3 separate regions of the Sus scrofa genome follow, and all the other regions are linked to region 3. The links are chromatin contacts, called in public HiChIP or PLAC-seq and promoter capture Hi-C maps. All regions are on one chromosome and are shown on one strand. The core of a region is the stretch at or near the end of the contact, and the rest is flanking DNA. Distances in the headings are between cores, read along the strand shown.

Region 1 (3,921 bases), core at 622-3,121, 190 kb after region 3:
GCTCTTCTAAGGAGAGGGGTTAGGAAACCCTTCACCAAGGTCACCTACCTCATACTTAATCTGCCCAATAATCACACACGTTTTTTCCCCACATATATCCTAACTAGTTAAATATACTATGCAGATTAAGCATACTTTTGCATCTCACTGCACTTGAATTATTTACATAATGGGCTCTCAACAAGTGTTTCTACTACATCTATGTTTCATTACTGTACACATATTTGAAATAATATATAGTCCATAGTTTTTCCACTGACAAATAATTTTGGTTTACATCAAGTTTTCCATCACGCAGGAGAAAAGGCTTTTCGTTATTTTGTTGATGTTGTCAAAATTTATAAATTTTGTCTCCTCTGAGATGACAAAAAGCATGTCCAACCTCGAATTGAGAAAGACAGTGGAAGTCAGTTAACTACATTTACATTTAAAGCATGCCAGCAGTATTAGACTGAGCTCTCTCGCAGTCAAGCAAAAATTAATAGACCTGTCTCATTCCAAAAAGATTGAGGAAGTTGTTGCTTATACAGCATTTTGGCAAAAAAAAAATCTATGAATTTTACAACATGCTAGTTGGTATTTTAATGATAGTCTAGAAACATCTAGAAACGTTGTGAGAAGTTCAAAGACTAGAGCTGATGAACTCTCAAACTTGAGGAGGCTTTCTCCTTGAGGAGGTTTTCTCCTGCCCCCCTTTTCCCCCATTCCTCCTCTATTTGAAACAGCCAATGGTTATTAGAAGCTGCACCTAAATAGGAGTGGGCTCAATGATTCTGTAGCTAGACTAGATATTTAATGCTTAACCATCTCTTAAGGTCTGGAGATCAGGCATAAAAATCAAGTCCTCCTCACTGTTGCCTGAATTTTCTCAGAAGTACTGAATAGTTCTTTTGTATAAGTCAAATAACACCTGGAAACAGAGACTGTGTTAGCAAGAAGGTGGCTATTCAGAAAGGAGGTGACTTCATTGGGTTTAGAATGCTTATGATGACCCTTTCCTTTCCCTTACCATTTCCAAGACTTATCTCTGAACTTTACATCTGATGACTGAGGTCTGCAAGGTGGCTTATAAAATCCTAACTGATCAACTGGCTGAAAATCATTGGGGAGCACTATCCTACTGACATGCTCCTAATTTCACCAAGTGTTACACTCCAGAAATGAAGTCAATTTGTAGATAAATGAAAAGTCTTAAGAACAGCTATTGGGTAATTTTATCCATTGCAACAGAAAACTTTCCCTGCCATTAGAGAAAGGAAGGGCTAAGCATGAAGTAACAAGGGAAAGGGAACCTCAGTTGCAGCTAAGTATTGGCATTTACCAGCTGCATGCTCTCAGGCAACGTAGTGTCTCTGAGTCTTAGGTTTTTCATCTGTAAAATGGAGATTATTTAATTGAGATCTAGAAATAAGCACAGCGCCAGGCACGAAGTAGGCCATGAGAAATAATAGTTATTTGTTCTAATAGTTACAGACAATGTGTCAGTTTTGAGTTACTTTAGTGACCCCGCAGGGAGGATGAGCAGAGGTGGAGCAGCAGGGAAGGACAGAGTAAGTTTGTCAGGTTCTTGGCACAGTCTGGATCTCCAGCTCCAAGGCGTCTGCTCCCGAAAGTACTCCAGAGGCTCAGGCCACGCCCTAGGACATCACTCAGGGCACTAGGACACCTCAGGGTCGCCTGCGGTTTCTCTCCAGATCTAGCTCGACCCTGGCCAGGCCAATTCCAGGGTAGCTCAAACTCACCTGCTTGACAGGTGCCGGCGGTCTGGGGCGTGACCGCGAGGGCGCGCGGGCAGGCGTGGTGGGCGGGAGCTGAGAATATGAAGCTCCAGGCGCATGGCACCCGCCGCCCAGTCGCCGCGGTGGCTGCCGGGATGCGCCGCAGCGAATGGTCGCGTCGGGCGCCGCTCTGAGTGACCTTTCACCCGCGCCCAGCGGTCCCGGGCGGCGGCACAAGGCGGAAGCCATGGCGGAGGCGGCGGCTGCAGCGGGCGGGACGGGCGCGGGCGCGGGCTCCGGCTCCGCAGCGGACCGGGATCGGGACCCGGAGCGGGACGGCGCGGGGCGGAGGCTGCGGGTTTTGTCGGGTCATCTGCTGGGCCGGCCCCAGGAGGCTCTGAGTACCAATGAGTGCAAAGCGCGGAGAGCCGCTGCGGCGGCCACGGCGGCGCCCGCAGCCACTCCCGCCGCACAGGAGTCGGGCATCATCCCCAAGAAGCGGTGAGTAGCGGTTCTGTGGAGCGAGCTGGCAGTAAGGGACCAGGCCGGGCCTGTGCTGCGGGAGGGCACAGGCAAGGTGGAAAGGGAGGTGACACGGGTGGGCAGAAGGCAGCTCTGTTCCTGAAAGTGCACACCCATTTCTTTTTCGAGAAAGAGTGGTTGAGACCCTGACTCTGACTGTAAGGGGGCGGGATGAAATGGTGGATTTTGGCCACTACTTGAGGGTAATAGATCTGAAGAACTATTATCGGGAAAGGCTTTAAGGGAACCTTTTTTCTTGAATTCGTAATGCCAGAAATTCATTCTCTGTTTTGAATTATTACTTTGGAGGCTAAGGTCTTGGAGTAAATAGAAGGGGTTCAATTATGATTCTCCAAGGAAATTTAAGTTTGTGCCAAATGATGGATCTTTTCTGATTCGCATAAGCCTGGGTGCGTGTGGGGAGAAGTGATGGTTCCTGGAAGAAGATGTTGCTTCGTAGTTTTCCTCTTGCTTAGGGGTTTGATCTTTGACTTTGAGGAAGGAAATCGAGGGATGGATAAGAAGCAATAAACAGCAGACACAAGTTAGTGATTTAGGGTGTGGTGGTAGTTATTGAGATCTGGTGTAATCAGAAGCTGAAAGATCCTTGTCTGTGAATGAGGTTGTCTTAACGAGTTTTTTGGAGAAATATAAAGCTTAGAAGGAAGCTACTAGGGAAAGCTATTTTGTGAGATGTGGCTTTGTCAGCATGGATAAACTTTGAAAGTGAAAAAAGTTGTTAATGTTTAATTTCTAGTCTCAATGTGCCAGAGATTGATAAATCTACGATTTCTTTTATTTTTCTCCAAACTCTGAGGTAGGTACAGTTATTGCTCATTTTACCTATGAAATAAACCAAGATTTAGAAGCCTCCATAGGCACATGTGGCAGCTTAGATTTTGAAAGCATGTCAAATTAACTTTAGGGCCAAGTTCTTAAACCCTACGGCTTCTTATAAATTCATTCATTAATTCAGCATTCATAAGTCCTTCCTCTACTACATACTCACTATTACTAGGGGTACAGAGATTTAAAAATGCAGTTATTTACTCATAAGGAATTGATAGCCTAAAAAGGTTGTTATAATACAGTGTGATAAGAAACTTAGCTGATAACTATAGCAAATAGTCACTTAACCCAGTTTTGGGTATTTATTTATTAGGGCGAAGGCTTTCCAGAGTAAGGATTGTCTGAGTAAATCTTGAAGTTTGTGTTGGAAGTAGCCTGCCAAAGAAGTGTTCTTGCCGGAAGAACTGTGTGTTCACCAGTAAAGCAGTGAGAGACAGATTAGGGGACTGCTGAGAGTGAAGTGTTGCAGGACAGGATGAGAATGACTTGGAATGAGGTTTGGAAAGGCTGGTCTTGTTTGCAGGATTTTATGTGGGGCAAAAAACATGATTACATTTACCTTTTAGAAAGGTCACATTGGGGACTAAGTTGAAGGTTTAAGCACTTAAGCATATTGTTTGTGGGGACAAAAATCTGAGTTTGAATTTCCACTCCACAGTTCCAGCTGCATGAGAGACTTAACCTTTCTCAGCGCTTCAGACCCCGCATCTGTGAAAATGAGGACAACAATTCCTGCTTTGCAGTGTTGCTGTGAGAATTGAATAGTTAAGTGATCAAGTGCTTAGTGCAGTGCCAGTTTCATAACCCTTCAACAAATGGTAGATGCAATTTT
Region 2 (3,362 bases), core at 117-2,616, 140 kb after region 3:
AGCTGTTGGCCTACGCTCAGTTTCTAAGGGTCAATAGCAAGGCCAGAGATCGAACCTGCATCCTCATGGATACTAGTCAGATTCATTTCTGCTGAGCCACAAGGGGAACTCCAAGGAAACATATTCTATCAAATGACATAAAATGATATCAAAAATTAGGGAAAGGGGGAGTTCCTGTCGTGGCACAGTGGAAACAAATCCAACTGGGAACCATGAGGTTGTGAGTTCAATCCCCGGCCTCACTCAGTGGGTTGAGGATCGGCATTGCTGTTAGCTGTGGTGTAGTTCCTAGATGCGGCTCCAATCTGGCACTGCTGTGGCTGTGGTGTAGGCTGAAGCTATAGCTCTGATTAGACCCCTAGCCTGGGAACCTCCATATGCCACTAGTGTGGCCCTAAAAAGACAAAAAAAAAAAAAAAAAAAAAAAAAAAAAAAAAAAAAAATTAGGGAAAGGGCTTAGGCTACCAAAACTTTAGAGAAATCCAAAAAGGATTTTAAATGGATTTTTATTTTTAACCATCCTGGGACACAATTTGGACCTAAATAAATGTCAAATAAACCTAGTATAATAATTTTTGAAGATCTATTCTTCACAACAGACAAATAATACACTGCAAGAACCACGGCTGCCCCTGACATTTGTGGGGCCGAGGGAAAGTACAAATGGAGGTCTAGATCCCATATCTAACTATGTAAAAGTTACAAATAAAATGTTCTATTTTCCTAACTCGATAACCCTATCTTCCTAATGATCCGAAGAACAAGTTTTAATGTGTAATTCTTGAACTTTTTGGAGTCCTGCAATAGGACATAGAGGCATGGGGTTTGCTGGACTCCAGGCTGCAGCTGCCCCTCTTCTCTTCTCTTCCCATCCCTGGCTCTGACCAAGAAAAGCCTCTCATGCAGGAGTGTGGCTGCCCCAGACCACACATCCACACATCCCCTGGCAACCCTCATGCTGAAGAGTGGGTGTACTGTTGGCATGTCTGCCCTTGAGAGGAGAGAACCAGGAAGGAAGTGTAGGCAGGCCTGGAAATTGGGCTTGGAGCACTGGGGCTAGGAAATGCTCCGAAGTGGTCCAAGGTACTCGGAGTGTGGTCTAGAGGGAACTGATGTGAGTTCTGATGGGAGTATTCTCTTGGTCCCAGTCTTTTCATCCTGTGGTGAGGGGCACAGCCAGGGAGGGTCAGAACAGGGCCCTCTAAAAGCTGAAAGGGTATATCAGAGGAGCCCAGAGCATTCTGGAATGTGATAATTAGTCTAAGACACAGAATCCTGGCACATACCTCAGGCCTGCTTTAGCAGGAGGCAGGAGGCCAGATCAAGCTTGTCCAGACAGGGAAGAGGGATCATGCCTCACTTGCCCTGGAGGGTTCAAAGAAGCTTATCAATTCCTGGCTAAGAAAAACAGCCCAACCTGGGAGAGACTGCCCAGATCTGAATGCTGATTTAGTTAATGATTTAAAGGGGCATTCACCTTTTTATTTTATGGGGAAAATATCTAAAAGATTCGGGTGTTACTTTTATCAGGACCATTGAACTCTGTCCTCCTTGCTGTGAGCCCTACCCCTCCCTGCCCTCCACTGTTCTCAGAGCACAAGGGACCCATCAGCCTTCAAGTGTCTTCCTCTTAGCATGTTATGAGTGTTAATGATTTTAGCAATAATCCTGATTACTGCCCTCATCCCTTTGGCCATTCATGGCCTCCTGTTTTCGTATTCCCCATCCCAAATGAAATCTACCATGTATGCACTTTCTGTTTCTGCTTTAAAGCAGAAGATGTTGCTGGGGAAAATTTAGAAATCTGATCCAAACCAATGTCAGCTGACCATTCCAGCTGAGCCCTCACCACCAACAGGCAATCGCTGGATTTTTCAATCAAGATAGATGCCTTCCGGGAGTTCCCATTGCGGCTCAGCAGTAATTAAGCTGACTAGTATCCATGAGGATGTGGGTTTGATCCCTGGCCTCACTCAGTGGGTTAAGGATCTGGCATTGCAGTAAGCTGTGGTGTAGGTTGCAGATGCAGTTTGAATCCCGAGTTGCTGTGGCTGAGGTGTAGGCCAGCAGCTGTAGCTCCAATTTGATCCCTAGCCTGGGAATTTCCACATGCCATGGGTGCGTCCCTAAAAAGACCAAAAAAAAAAAAAAAAAAAAAAAAAAAAAAAGATAGATACCTTCCCCCCTCCTTTTCTACATCTTTCCTACTGCCCTCAAGCTACAATGGCACCTCCTGCACGTTGTTCTCATCTTGTAGGATGGAAGAGATCAAGACTCCATAACTTGAGCCTCCTCTTTCTGCGTATTCTCTGCCAAGAAATATTTACACAAGATAATTCCTTTTCTCCTTCCCTCTCATTTCAGAGGGAGAAGGGGACCCTCTCCTTTCTAGGTCTGTTTTCCTCTTAAGTCCTGGAGTCCGTGGATTCCTACTCTCTGCAAACCTACACATGGTTCCCTCTCTATTCTATATCTTCTGTTTCTTAGCATGCTAGTTTTCTTACTTACTCTTCACCATTTCAAAATCTCCTATTTCTTGGCCTCTCTTCTACTCCTCCTCCCAATCTATCAGTGCCTTCCTGGCTCGTTTCTATCACTGTTGAGCCTAGTGCCATTGCCTATCACTTCGAACATTTTTTTTTCATTGCACTGTCAATTTCCTTGGTGCTTGGTCCTTCTGTCCCATCTCCCAGCAAATTACAAGTCTTGGATCAATTGACCACCAATTTTTTCAGCTCTTACCATTAATACCCCACGTTATTAAAGAAAATCACACAATTACGTGGACTAGTGCCAATAGCAATTTTGATCTCTTGCTGGTTATACTCTCAAGAGGTAATAATTCTTCTACTTGCCCTTCTTTGCTTAATCCCCTCTCCTACTTCCCTTGGTAATAAATCTAATCCTATGGCATGCTCAATCCCTACCCTTTTATTCATTATCTTCCAATCATTTCCTTTCTTCTTTCCTTCCTCCCTCTCTTTGTTTCACATTCGCCAATACCTGAGATGTACCTTATATTCTTCTTTCTTTTCTTCTACCCAATCCAGTCAGTAGCTACATCCTGTAGATCTCCCCTCCCATATATTTCTTAAATTTCACCCTCTCCTTTTAATTTTGTCATTTTCTTAATTCAGGCACTCACCATCTCTGCTGGCCCTTTTCAGTTGTCTCCTAAATGGTATTCACTGATATTAGCCTCATCTCTCTCCAGTTTATCTTGAATAGTTTTCAGGGAAGGGAAGGGTGAGTTGGGGTGGGAGGAGGAGGGACGAGTCAAAAGAGAGGAAGAATCAAATTTGGAAGCCAAAGAGGGACACTGACATGAGAAATGCTTGCACTGATGCAGAATTAACAAGTCG
Region 3 (3,489 bases), core at 765-3,264:
AACTCAAAGAAAGAATAACAGAAGTTATGATTAGAAATAACTTGGTTAAGAAGCACCCAGACAAACATGCCCTGAAGTGAAGCCAAGTGATCAGTCTTCTTGATCACCCTTACAGTGTCTCATAGGGTACCTTGGTGTGAATACCATCTTCCTAAGGTCCTTAACTTCCCATCTTTCTTTATACTCAGAATTGTAGAAGTTATTCATGACTATTTCATAGTAATCAAAGTTGCAAAGCCTTTATATATTAATAAGACACTAAGGGTATAAATTTTCTCAAGTACTTGTGTTAGCTATCACTGAGTAACTGATAAGCAGAACACGTAATAATTTGCTTGTGATAAAAGAATCAGAGCAACCAGAGGATGCTTTGAGGCTTATTTCATTCAAGTTACATTAAGGCCTGGTGACTGTTTTTGCCCCAGAACAGAGTACCTTTTGCTCTTGTTTCCCAAATAAAACACTGTTCCACTTGGGCAATGCTAGATAAACATCAAAATCTTGATCTTTGTGTTCCTTTTTTTCCAAACTCTGAACCCACCATTACCCATTCATTAGCTAACTGCTTTTCAAATAATGGAGAATATAAATGATTAGATTTCTGATCTTTCCAAAGGAGGGCCAGATCAATTCTAAAGGGTTGGTACATTAAAATACAGGGCATTTCTTAGCATGGTAGGGAAACCTGCCAACTGTGGTCTCTTTTATCAGTACCTTGCTCAAATACGGATCCACAAATTATTTACAGCTGTCATGGGTGTCGGAGATGACCAAATCTCGAAAAGACCCTAAAACTAAAGCTTAGCATGTAAATCAACTATACTTTAATTAAAAAAAAAAAAAAAAAAGCTTAGTAAGTTCAAATGACTTAAAGTTACTAGGTAGGGAGTTTACGTCTTGGCTCAGTAGTTAACAAACCCTACTAGTTGTGGGCTCGATCCCTGGCTTCGCTTAGTGGGTTAAAAATCTGGATTGCCATGAACTGTGGTGTAGGTCGCAGATGCGGCTTGGATCCTGCCTTTCTGGGGCTGTGGTGTAGGCGGGCAAGTGCAGCTCCAATTCGATCCCTAGCCTGGGAGCCTTCATGTGCTGCGGCCCTAAAAAGACAAAAGACAAAAAAATAATAAATAAATCTATTTCTAAAAAAAAATTACTAGGTAGGCTGAGATTAGCTCCATAGTATTTAACTCCTTAATTGATCTTCTACGTTATACTTCACAAATAAAAATAAGATAGAAATCACTCGCAAATAGGAAGCATATCTGGTGATCCTACTTTTCATCAATCTTGTAAATCATTCCTTAAATCCTGTCTGTGAGAACAGTTGCTCAGTTCTTTCCACAGTAACTAGAAGTGTCAGAAAATAGTGCCAACAGATTTCTTAAGATCAGTGTGTACCTAATTAACTGACCTCGAACGCTCCTGCCTCAGCTGTTAAGGATGAAATTTCAGTGTCAGCCGCGCGTTTTAAGGTCTTTCCAAGGTGCTCAAGATACACACAATCGGTGTCACAGGAATTTTCAGTGCGCGCCCTCACAGTGGGCATCGCAGTCAGACACACACCAGTTTCTGGCATTTTGAAACCCGCGAGAAGACACCGAGGGGGCTTTCTTGCAACCATAAAGTACAAGAGAAAAGTGTGGTTTTATTCACGCACGGGAATGAAATGAATTTGGTAATGGAAAGCTAGAGGCCCACGTGGGGGAGGGGAAAAGGAGCGCAAGAAGAAAGGGAAACAAGCCTTTTTCTCCGGTGACGCGCGGTCACGAGGCGTTCCCCCGACGTGGGCGCTGGCCATTGGCCGAAACCCAGACGACGTCCTCGCAGCCACCCAGGCGCGAACGGCGGCTAGGGCGGCGTCGCACTGGAAGTTGGCTGAGCGCGCGCGCTCCCGGGGCCTGCCACGCCCCCACCCTCTGCCCGCCAACCCGCTCATCCAGTCCCTCTTCGCGCCCAGTTGGCCACGCCCTGCACCTATTCGCCCCTCCCCCCACTAGGCCGGCGGCGCGCGGAAGGCGCGTCACGTGGTCACTGGCCCCGCCTCTTCCTCTCGGTCCCATATTGAACTCGAGTTGGAAGAGGCGAGTCCGGTCTCAAAATGGAGGTAAAACCGCCGCCCGGTCGCCCCCAGCCCGACTCCGGCCGTCGCCGCCGCCGCCGGGGGGAGGAGGTATTAGGGGGAGAGTGGGGGGTTGATGGGTAATGGCCAGCATGAAGGGCCTGGCTCGGTGGGAGCGGGGAGGCCGGGCGGACCGGGAGGCTGTCCCGCGCTCTGCGTTGAGACGGGCGGTGGTGGGGGGAGGGGAACGGGCTTCAGAGGTTTTTTCGGGGCTTCTTGCCCGCCATGCGTCTCCTTCGTCTGCACAGGTGGTCTTTTGCTGCGAGGCGTGGCTGGGGAGACCTCGGGAGGGAAGTTGGTCCGCCGGCCGCGCGGCCTCGCATCCAAGGCCGAGGACGGCATGGCGGGCCTCGGCGGGAGCGGTTGGGAGGAGGCGGTGGGGGAGGGGAGGGGACGAGCAGGCACATCCGGGCGAGCTAGCAGGCGGGCGGCGGCCACACTGACATTGATCCGCTGCCGCGTTACGAAATGGCGCATTGGCACGCAATGGCCGCCGCCTGGCTCCGCCGCCGGGAGAACGTGGGATTGGAAGGGAGAGGAAGGAGGCGGCCCAGCAGAAAATGCCGCAAATGGCCTCGAAGCTTGGGGCCTAGTGCTTTCAAGGATGTTCTCCCGGTGCCTTAGGCCTTACATACCTCTCTCAGGAGAAGAGATTCTCTCGGCTGTGTTCTTCGCAACACTCAGTTGAAAATAATTTTTTTGTTTAGTTTGCTGCTTTAAAATACTTTTTGGTCTGCCATTTTTGCTGAACTACTTAGAATTATACGCAGATTTGCACCATGTGGGTTAAATACTGCATCTTAGAATTTGCATGTAGATGTAAAGTAGGAAATTAAAAACTTTTTGATACTCATGTTTTCTTTTTTCTGACGGGTTGGCTCACGTTGTAGTTTCTTGGGTATTTGTTTTAGAGGACTGCAGCTAGAGTCGAATTTTTTCTTTTACTTGAGATAATTTTCCTGTTACAGTTTCCGTCAACTTTGTGTAACGTCAAGTACATTTAATCAGAACTTGGAAAGTGAGACTAAGTGAAGTAGTACTTTAGGCTATTAATCATTTAACTTTCCTAGCATGTCATAGTCTCTTCATATTAGATGCTTAATGTCTCTACTTTTAGAAGACACAGGAAGACCTTAGAATGTAAATGTGAACTCTTTTTAAGGACTTTGGATGCATATAAAGTGGCAGATCTTGTTTGTTAAATTGTGAAACGGTCAGGCCGTGTCTTAATTTTTTAGATTTCAATTTGTTTTATTGTGCTCCATTCCTGTCAAATAATATACTTAACACAAATCCTTTTTTGTGATCAAATAAAATGTTGTTATTGACATTTTTGGTGTTGTACAGCTGTGAATAGGAACTGTTTACAG

The links. Promoter capture Hi-C pulls out the DNA fragments that hold promoters and counts their contacts. HiChIP or PLAC-seq counts read pairs in DNA pulled down with a chosen protein or histone mark.
Region 1: an H3K27ac HiChIP or PLAC-seq map of alveolar macrophages shows a contact between it and region 3. The contact joins the promoter of NFE2L2 here to the promoter of HNRNPA3 in region 3. A contact is called at or near these places in 1 of 5 promoter capture datasets (fetal liver), 2 of 47 Hi-C or Micro-C datasets (heart right ventricle and skeletal muscle) and 2 of 2 datasets of contacts at active chromatin or transcription factors (alveolar macrophages and skeletal muscle).
Region 2: a promoter capture Hi-C map of liver shows a contact between it and region 3, with 6 times the contacts expected there. The contact joins the enhancer-like site here to the promoter of HNRNPA3 in region 3. A contact is called at or near these places in 2 of 5 promoter capture datasets (both in liver), 3 of 47 Hi-C or Micro-C datasets (embryonic fibroblasts, epiblast stem cells and liver) and 2 of 2 datasets of contacts at active chromatin or transcription factors (alveolar macrophages and skeletal muscle).

The regions. Positions count from the first base shown.
Region 1 is chr15:83,144,314-83,148,234 of Sscrofa11.1, forward strand. It overlaps NFE2L2 (nuclear factor erythroid 2-related factor 2), which reads right to left and starts at 1,872. Exons shown (of 7, transcript XM_021075131.1): 1 at 1,743-1,872. It overlaps AGPS (alkyldihydroxyacetonephosphate synthase, peroxisomal), which reads left to right and starts at 1,750. Exons shown (of 20, transcript XM_021075128.1): 1 at 1,750-2,219. The coding sequence starts at 1,888.
Region 2 is chr15:83,100,680-83,104,041 of Sscrofa11.1, forward strand. The region is part of intron 2 of NFE2L2 (nuclear factor erythroid 2-related factor 2); the gene reads right to left. Among named protein-coding and RNA genes, the nearest start is that of AGPS, 44 kb to the right of the region's middle. Within about 2 kb of position 1,367, at least 14 of the 83 cell types and tissues checked have an H3K27ac peak or open chromatin away from gene starts, as enhancers often do. A contact at or near this core is called in alveolar macrophages and liver, where this site is marked.
Region 3 is chr15:82,956,315-82,959,803 of Sscrofa11.1, forward strand. It overlaps HNRNPA3 (heterogeneous nuclear ribonucleoprotein A3), which reads left to right and starts at 2,015. Exons shown (of 10, transcript XM_021075138.1): 1 at 2,015-2,170. The coding sequence starts at 2,099. It overlaps LOC110256983 (a long non-coding RNA gene), which reads right to left and starts at 1,923. Exons shown (of 4, transcript XR_002339079.1): 1 at 1,412-1,923.